2 separate regions of the Zea mays genome follow, and region 2 is linked to region 1. The links are chromatin contacts, called in public Hi-C maps. All regions are on one chromosome and are shown on one strand. Each heading gives the region's core, a stretch centred on a gene start, on an enhancer-like site or on the middle of the called end of the contact. The rest is flanking DNA. Distances are from core to core; before and after follow the strand shown.

Evidence for each region. Hi-C and Micro-C count contacts between places; a contact is called where the count stands out from the background.
Region 2: a Hi-C map of endosperm shows a contact between it and region 1, with 2.4 times the contacts expected there. The contact joins the enhancer-like site here to the promoter of LOC100274189 in region 1. A contact is called at or near these places in 10 of 25 Hi-C or Micro-C datasets (bundle sheath, ear, endosperm and 5 more) and 2 of 3 datasets of contacts at active chromatin or transcription factors (leaf and seedling).

What each region holds. Positions count from the first base shown.
Region 1 is chr8:168,107,759-168,112,298 of Zm-B73-REFERENCE-NAM-5.0, forward strand. It overlaps LOC100274189, which reads right to left and starts at 2,298. Exons shown (of 3, transcript NM_001320113.1): 1 at 1,856-2,298; 2 at 1,285-1,365; 3 at 149-784. The coding sequence starts at 2,048. The coding sequence ends at 372.
Region 2 is chr8:168,147,150-168,151,647 of Zm-B73-REFERENCE-NAM-5.0, forward strand. It overlaps LOC103636355. Among protein-coding and RNA genes, the nearest start is that of LOC100192652, 7.4 kb to the right of the region's middle. Within about 2 kb of position 3,177, at least 19 of the 20 cell types and tissues checked have an H3K27ac peak or open chromatin away from gene starts, as enhancers often do. A contact at or near this core is called in bundle sheath, ear, endosperm and 5 more, where this site is marked.

The DNA of each region.
Region 1 (4,540 bases), core at 1,048-3,547:
TGAAATTCAAACTCAGGACCTAAGTAGTGCTACTCATACCACCTAACCAACTCAGCTAGAGACCCTTTTGTTTTTTAGAGAAAATTAAAAGGTCCACTTGGAATAGAATGGAGCAATGAACAACACATTTGTCTGGCGTCAATCATGCAAATGCAAGTGCCAAGAGGACAGCTCAGCTGGCTGTTGACATTTGAGATTCGATTAGATATATATACACAGGTAAGGGCAATTGATAAACATGGTGTGCAGAGCATTTAACTAGTAGCTATTATCCACTTGATTACCCTCTCTCTATACATACAGTACTCTTAATACTTCTCCTTTACAGTATAGCTCAGGGCATGAGCCGTGAGGGCACTGGAGCCCCACTGTCAAACAGCACATGGCCTAGAGCTCATCTTCTGCGCCCTCTCACTCTCATCTAAGGTCAGGCTATGAACAAAGCTCGGCAGGCAACAGCGTCCGGTGTACCACGCCTTCTCCTTCCGGCTCTTGGCGTTAGCGACTGCGATCGGAGTCGTCACAGTGCTGCAAGCGGAGCTGGATGTGGATTCAGACACCGGCTTCCCATCTGCGGCAACAGACCGCAACTGCAGCTCCTGGTCGGTGCTTTCTTCGGGGCCGTTTTGCATTGCCTCCTGCAGGAGCTCAGCTAGCTTCCTCCGTCCAGTTGGAGAAGGCTCCGGTGATTTGGAACCGTGCGTGTCTGGTTGAAAGATGTTGCTCATCACCGTCTGCGCTCTGGGCTGATGGATGGGTGTGCTGCCACGAGATGGAGTGAAATCTGCATAAGGGCGCAACTTAAGATTATGCGGCAACTGAAGCAAATCACATGGGATAAACTTGGGTGCATCAGAACTCCCTTGATAATGTCAAAGCCAATAAATGAATATGTTATGTTTCCAAGATATTGCTAGAGTGTAGAGTGATTGATAGAGGACCACATGGGATAGGTTATGAAACTAAAGGTGGGGGTCCATGTCCATAATGATAGCGCCCAAAGACAAAATCAAAGGCATCCACTTTTTGGCAATCAAAATATAAATTAGGTCCATTAGATTCTAGAGACAGATAAAGCTGTATCCTAAAGGAACAATCCACATTGATCATGCTTCTGGTATAGTAATAGGAGAACCTAAAAAAGGAAATGACACGATCAACTTGACAGCTGGTGCCAAAGAAATCTCAGTATGCAGGGCCAGGGTATGAGAAGCTATCTCTAAAACTAGATTGAAACTTCTTTAAACATTTATAGTAAATAAACGTGTGTAAAGGTTCGATTACCTCCATTCACGCTGTAGAAGTCATCCTCGCAGTCGGAATCTAACCAAGCTCGAGATTCGAAGAACACTTCATCCTTGCTACCTGGAAATTAAATTCCATATAAAATAGTAGTAATTTTTGTATACGCGTTTGACGAATTTCAGCTAAGAGACTAATCAAAGAAGTAAGGAAAAACAGAAACACAGAACGATTATTTACTACTTGGCAGGTTGATAATTCAAGAGGTAGCAATTGATTTTTGGACAAAAAAACTCCTTTTCCATTACAAGAAACCAAAATCAGTAAGCATTTTCCGTTCAAGATCATCCGCGCCCCTACAAAACTAACTGATCGCCAGAAGCGATTAATGCAATGATTTCGTTGCCAAATCCTGAAATCAAGAGCCCAGTATATGAATAAACAAACCAAAAGGTTTCCTTTTAACGTAAAGAACTGACTGCTCATCTGCTCTTTACGGAATCTTTACCTCCAAAGATCTTCAATAAACAACAGTAACTGATTATAGAAGATAAAATCGGAACATCACTTCAGAAAAAGACCAAAAAAACAAACACCCATCCATCACGCGTACCAGAATCCGGGCTCTTGGGGTTCAACTCTGCCCGCTGCTGCTCAGCGTCGACCTTGGACTTGAAATCAGCAAAGTCATCGTCACCGCCGCCGCAGCCGCCCTTCTCGTTTGCAGCTTCCGCCTTGGTGGGCGAGTCAAGAAACTGCTCCTTGGGGTACCCCGGGTCCTTGTGAACTGAAGCGCAAGCACCCATCTTCACTTTCTCCCCTTTCAAGACGCGGCAAGAAGCATGTCTGTGCGAGTGCGAGCGCGGACACGGGGCAGGTTACTCCTGGCAAGAGATCCCACGGAGAAGGAATCAAGAAAGGAGTACGAGGGTCAAGGATCAACGTGGGGGAGCAAAAGGTGAACACACGAATGCTCCTACAGCCTACAGGGAGGAGATGAGACGGAGGGGAGGAGGGAGGCGAGGAGCCAAAGAGTGGGCGTCTTTTACTAGGAAACAGTGCGGCGACGCCGGGGCGGTCATGCCCTCGCTTTTTGAGAAATGGGCGTGGGAAAAAGAGCTGGGGAGCAAAGACGACAAAAACATTGGCGATCCACGGAAAATTTTCCGATGGTGGAATTTTCACACGAGGTGTAGACTATCTCTGGCGCACTCTATATCCTTATCTCACTCTCTAATTTAAACTACTCTGTATAAATAGTGCATATACAGTATAAAATAGTGTTATATACATCCGCATACATGATGTTATTAGAGCTGGCCTTAGGGCATATACAAATCGCAATGTTACGGTTTCCAAACACTAGATACATATAAGATGCAAGATGCGAATCTAATACAGCAATATAGACCCATTTGCCTCTTGAATGTTAGTTACAAGATCTTCACCAAAGTCGCTACAAACAGGTTGAATCTAGTTGTCGGTGTTTCGAGACCGAGGGTCCCTAAGCCGACGAGTGAGTGTGCCGCGTGCCCCAGCCCAGATGGGTCGAGCGCGTGGGCGAGCGCGAAGGGGAAGCGAGGTGGCCGGAGACGGGCGTGAGAGAGGTGGAAATCCCACGGCCTTCGTGTTCGTCCCGCGCCCAGGTCGGGTGCGCTTGCAGTAGGGGGTTACAAGCGTCCACGCGGGTGAGGGAAGCGAGCGGCTCCAAGAGAGCGTTTGTCTCGTCCTCGTCCCCCGCGGCCAACCTTCTCTAAGAAGGCTCTGGTCCTTCCTTTTATAGGCGTAAGGAGAGGATCCAGGTGTACAATGGGGGTGTAGCAGAGTGCTACGTGTCTAGCGGGGAGAGCTAGCGCCCTAAGTACATGCCAATGTGGCAGCCGGAGAGATCTTGGCACCCAGTTGGTGTGATGTCGTGGCCGTCGGAGGAGCGGCGGAGCCTGGCGGAGGGACAGCTGTCGGAGCGGTTGAGTCCTTGCTGACGTCCTCCTGCTTCCGTAAGAGAGCTGAGAGCCGCTGTCGTCACAGAGCTTGCGGGGCGCCATCATTGCCTATCTGGCAGAGCTAGCCAGATGGGACATCAGTCTTGTTCTCTGCGGCCCGAGTCGGCTCGGGGTAGATTGATGATGGCGCTTCCTGCTGACGTGGCTGGCCTGCGCCCTAGGTTGGGCGTCGTGGAGGCTCCTCCGAAGCCGAGGTCGAGTCTGTCTTCCTTGGCCGAGGCCGAGTCCGAGCCCCTGGGTCGGGCGAGGCGGAGGTCGTTCGGCAGAGGCCAAGGCGGAGTCCGAGCCCTGGGGTCGGGCGAAGCGGAGTTCGTCGTCTTCTGGGGCTGAGCCCGAGTCCGAGCCCTGGGGTCGGGCGGAGCGGAGTTCGCCGTCTTCCGGGACTTAGCCCGAGTCCGAGCCCTAGGTCGGGCGGAGCGGAGTTCGCCGTCTTCTGGGGCTGAGCCCGAGTCCGAGCCCTGGGGTCGGGCGGAGCGGAGTTCGCCGTCTTCCGGGACTTAGCCCGAGTCCGAGCCCTGGGTCGGGCGGAGCGGAGTTCGCCGTCTTCCGGGACTTAGCACGAGTCCGAGCCCTGGGTCGGGCGGAGCGGAGTTCGCCGTCTTCCGGGACTTAGCCCGAGTCCGAGCCCTGGATCGGGCGGAGCGGAGTTTCCTATGGTGCCTTTGGCAGGGCCTGACTGCCTGTCAGTCTCACTCTGTCAAGTGGCACTGCAGTCGGAGTGGCGCAGGCGGCGCTGTCCTTCTGTCAGACCGGTCAGTGGAGCGGCAAAGTGACGACGGTCACTTCGGCTCTGCCGGGGGGCGCGTGTCAGGATAAAGGTGTCAGGCCACCTTTGCGTTAAATGCTCCTGCGACTCGGTCGGTCGGCGCGGCGATTTAGTCAGGATTGCTTCTTAGCGAAGGCAAGGCCTCGGGCGAGCCGGAGATGTGTCTACCATTGGAGGGGGGCCTTGGGCGAGACGGAAATCCCTCGGGGTCGGCTGCCCTTGTCCGAGGCTAGGCTCGGGCGAGGCGTGATCGAGTCGCTCGTATGGACTGATCCCTGACTTAATCGCACCCATCAGGCCTTTGCAGCTTTATGCTGATGGGGGTTGCCAGCTGAGAATTAGGAGTCTTGAGGGTACCCCTAATTATGGTCCCCGACAGTAGCCCCCGAGCCTCGAAGGGAGTGTTAGCACTCGCTTGGAGGCTTTCGTCGCACTTTTTTGCAAGGGGACCAGCCTTTCTCGGTTGCATTTTGTTCCGGTGGGTGCGCGCGAGCGCACCCGCCGGGTGTAGCCCCCGAGGCCTCGGAGG
Region 2 (4,498 bases), core at 1,927-4,426, 40 kb after region 1:
GTGTTTGTTCGGGGTTTTCAAGTAAGAAACATTGATTCATGTTTGGTATTGGTTTATAAAAATGACTCACAAGTCAGATTCACGGGGAAAAAATATTATGAAGAATAAATGTCACACATGCAAAAAAGGAATTTAAGTTGAAAACATTATTCAAACAAAAGAAATTGCATGCAAGGCTCTTTTTTAAATACTACTCCCTCCATCCAAAAATATAAATCAAGAATTTTGGTGATACTTATCTACTACTACGCATTATGCAAGGATAGCAGGTGAGCTTGAGGAGAGATGTAATAGATGTGTTTCCTGTTATAGGTGTAGACATAAACCCGCATGTGGTGTAGTGGTAACTATTGCTGACATTTGCTTGAGAGGTCGTGAGTTCGAATCCCCTTGGGGCTATGTGTATTTTTTAATTTTAGCTAGACGTCGGCTGTACGGGGGAATGGGAATGAGAATGAGCTTTGCGGGGAGGGGGAATGAGAATGATAGATATAGAATGGTGGCAGAACATGAGAATGGACTATGCGCGGGGAGGAGGGAATCGGAAAGGCAGAACAGGAATGGGCAGAACACGAGGAGGAGGGAATCAGAAAGGCAGAACAGGAATGGGCAGAACAGGGAATGGCCGACTACTATTGCAGCTTTAATAAGTAATAGAGATATCTCAGTTAAGAAACACATGGGTTGTGAATGGGTGGGACTTAAGTGAAAAAAATCAACTCTTTGCCATTTGTGTTCCTTGCCTCTTGGGTTTCAGTTGACACACTTGAAATGTGCTATTTTCAAATAACTTACCACTTCTTCCATTGGAGGAAAAGAACCTTGTTTGCTACTGATGACCAATGCATCTACAACAGATTGACACGGTGGGAGGAAAAAGACAATGGTCAGCAACTTACTCGGAGCAGAAATTTTTTAATTGTGGTACCCGTGGTGCTGTAAGTTTCATCTCATCCTCTTGTAGTTCACACTTGAACAAAGTACTCTTTAGATTCTATACAGGCAGCGATTGCTTGTGCAATTATATTCCACTTCATTCCTAATTAACAATTTGGGTCTTATGATTGACGACTTTGACTTTATCACCATAAATAAACCTGACACACGAATTATATCTGGATTCTGGAACAGGTTCAATAAGAGAGCATCATAGTGTTGCATAAATAAGTGTGCTTATGATTCATATTTGCTCATTGCAAATTGGAGTTATTTGTGTTGTTTCTTTGTATACTCAACAAAGAGATGTTAACCACTTGTGTTTATCTCATTGCCACACTCAGTTATGTCACGTAACTTCATTTTCATGTTTTATTTTGTTCCAGCAATGTAGTTTATCTTTGTTTTAATAGCTCTTTCTTTGTAAAACAACATTTTGTTGTGGTTATTATGCGGATAAGAGAACCTAAAACTACAACACTGATGTTTGTGTGACATAAGAGAACCTAAAACACATTGATGACGTTTGGGGCCAAGAACTATAGTGGGGTGGTTGATGTACTTGGAGAATGAGAAGTTGAAGAATGGACTTAAGTTATTTCAACGACTTCATTACCTGGCGCGCACACGAGTATTGTATAATGCACTATCCTTCTATGGAATAAATGTGTTTTATTTAAGATGTTTTAATATTCGCTACAATATTGTTTATTTTTTATAAATGACAAAGCACATGTCCTTGTATGTGTTATATACATCCACTTTTAGTGATGCTAATAAAAGTACAAAATAAAAAAAATAACAATTAGTGTTTTTGCATATCAATGTGTTTTATCATATTGATTTCGTAGCAACGCACGGATATATTTATATATAAGTTATTGTAGTATTATATGTTTCCGTTGCAACGCACGGGCACTCACCTAGTATGATATTATATTTGTATTAATATGATATTATCTTGTGAATTAATATGGTTCGGGCCAGTGGCCGGCCCGACACGATTTTTCTCTGTTCGTGCCGGGTTTGGGCATGTCCCTAGGCACGTGGGCCAGCACGACCCGGCCCGAAGCATTAACGGGCCGTGCCTGGCCCGGCCCTATACGCACCGGACCGAAACGGGTTCGGGCCGGGTCTGGGCCGGGTGGCCCGTTTGGACATCTATATTCCGGACTAGTTCCAGGTGGAATAAATCAGTCTAGGTTAGAATTAGCAATGTCCTTTTTAAGCTGGGCCGAAAACAATCCCACCTGATTTCAACTCTTCTCCCTCAATTTTCGGTCTGGAATGAGTCTAGGTTGTCTGTCTCCTGGATTGGTTCCTGATCTGAAAATGGTCTGGTGACTAGGAATGAGTAACAAGCCATGTTCCACTTTATCTTAGGTTGACTTGGTTACCGGTCTGGCTTGGATATCGGCATGTTAAACGGGGCCTAATAAAGAACCGTAACAGAATCAAAGGAACGGGAATTCGTGATGACACGCTCCACCACTGAAGCCAGAAAATAGTCCTGCAATAATTTCGAATGCTACACATGAATCGCATGAATGTAATCGTGTCGTCTTCACACTGCTAGCTCACACATGCAGATATGATAACGAGTAACCGTGTTTTTTTCACACAGAAAACAATTATAGAGGGCAGAAGACACACGCACGTACGTCAAAGAGGAAGCACGCATCAATCAGATCGATCGGTCATCAGGTCGGCAATGAGTAAGACATCGACGACCGGCTGACGCAGCGTAACCGTACCAGTCAAAGATGGCAATGGATTGGGTGCATGCATGATCAGAGCCTGGACCTCACCTGGAGGTGGGAGCAAGAAACCAATCCACTCGGCACTTCCATATTACGGGAGCGGAGCCCAGCCCAACGAAGCGGTCCTCATGGGCTTTCGCTCTCGCGTTACGGGCATGTTGATTGCACGAGGCCCACAGCGCTCGAGCATGGGCCCTCAACCACCAGCCAGCTCTCCCGCTCCCAGAGTCCCAGACTCCCAGTGACCTGAATTCGATTGACGCCGACCATCGCCATCCTTCCCAGGTACGTACTCGTACACCGCCACGTCCATCGCTGTTCTCCCCGCCGACCCACGGCATCCGCAGCGACGCCGACGCGTGGCCCCCGTCCAGATCACAAGACCCATTCAGATTCTTCAGGTGAATTGAGACCGTGAGAGGTTAGACAGACAGGTAGCGCATACGGTACTGTACGTACACGGTATACCATGACAAAAACAAACGCCAGTGACCTTCCTGTTCCTTACTGGCGGCGAACAAGACGACGGTGCGGTGACACGATGGTTGCCGGAGTTCCGGTTTGTCCCAACCTCCAGATGTCCATGCCACGACAATTGATTGACTTGAACCTCCCGACGCCCTGAGTCTATAATTGGGAGTATCATGTCGTGGGTTCTAGGTTCTACGTGCCCTTATCTTAATGTGTGTGTCATTTCATTTCCCATTGTTGATCCGCGAGCGGAGTGGATATCTGTGTTCAACTAGTGCTATTAGGTAGGAATATTTGAAGCGATCAAGTATTACACATTGTTTGTGATGGCCATAAAGCTATTCTCAATAATAGTTTTATGGTAATTTCATGCATATTTAATAGTGTGACACGTCATATGTTTTATGACATGGCATACCATTTAATAGATTGAGTTTTATTAGATGAAACTAGTTTTGTGGAGATAGAATCATGTCAACCCGTTTTCAAGGTCTTGAAAACCGTGTGAAATCTTCATTGAGAATGGTTTGTTTTATCTTCACATATTCTACTAATTTCTATTAGTTATTGAGTTGCAACATTTAATTGATATTTTAATTTTATGTAATAGTGAAGTAAATTTTTGTATTGATAGACTTTGTTTTATCCTTAGTTTTATGACACTTTTCATGATATGACGGTGTTGGAAATAGTGCCACGAAATTTCTATTGAGAATAACAGGTCTTCTAATTTATTTACCGCGCCTCCTGCTTTGCTGGAAGCTGGATCGAACCCTTCTTTTTACTCCTGTTGCGTTGGCCTTTTTTTAACGTGGCCAAGTGGTTGATCTTTGTCTTCTCCTAGTTATTCTAGTAGTTTGACCTTTGGAGAAATATTCGGGCAAAAGGTTGTTCCTACACTCGTCTGATTCTTTTTAGAGATGAAATGGATTTATGGTTGTACAATGCAAAAGCTAAGAGTTAGTTTGGGAGCCACAAAATCAGAGCGACTAAATTTCCCTTCTCATTCAAAATTAAATAACAAGGGGAATTTAGCCCCTCCAATTCCCTCCGGTTTTCTAACTCCCAAACTAGCCCTAATCGTCTACCAAACCTACCTACATTGTTGTCATGGATATGATGGGAATGAAGTTGCCCACATGTTATTTAGGCAGTGTTTGGATTTACTAAATTTTATCCCGTTCAGACGAGGCTAGAAGTATTAAATATAGTCTAATGAAGGAGTAGTTACACGATGAGGATTAAACGACAAGACAAATCTGTTCAATCCGATTAGTCTATGATTCGTCCATATGATGCTACAGTAAATATTTGTTAATCATAGACTAGCA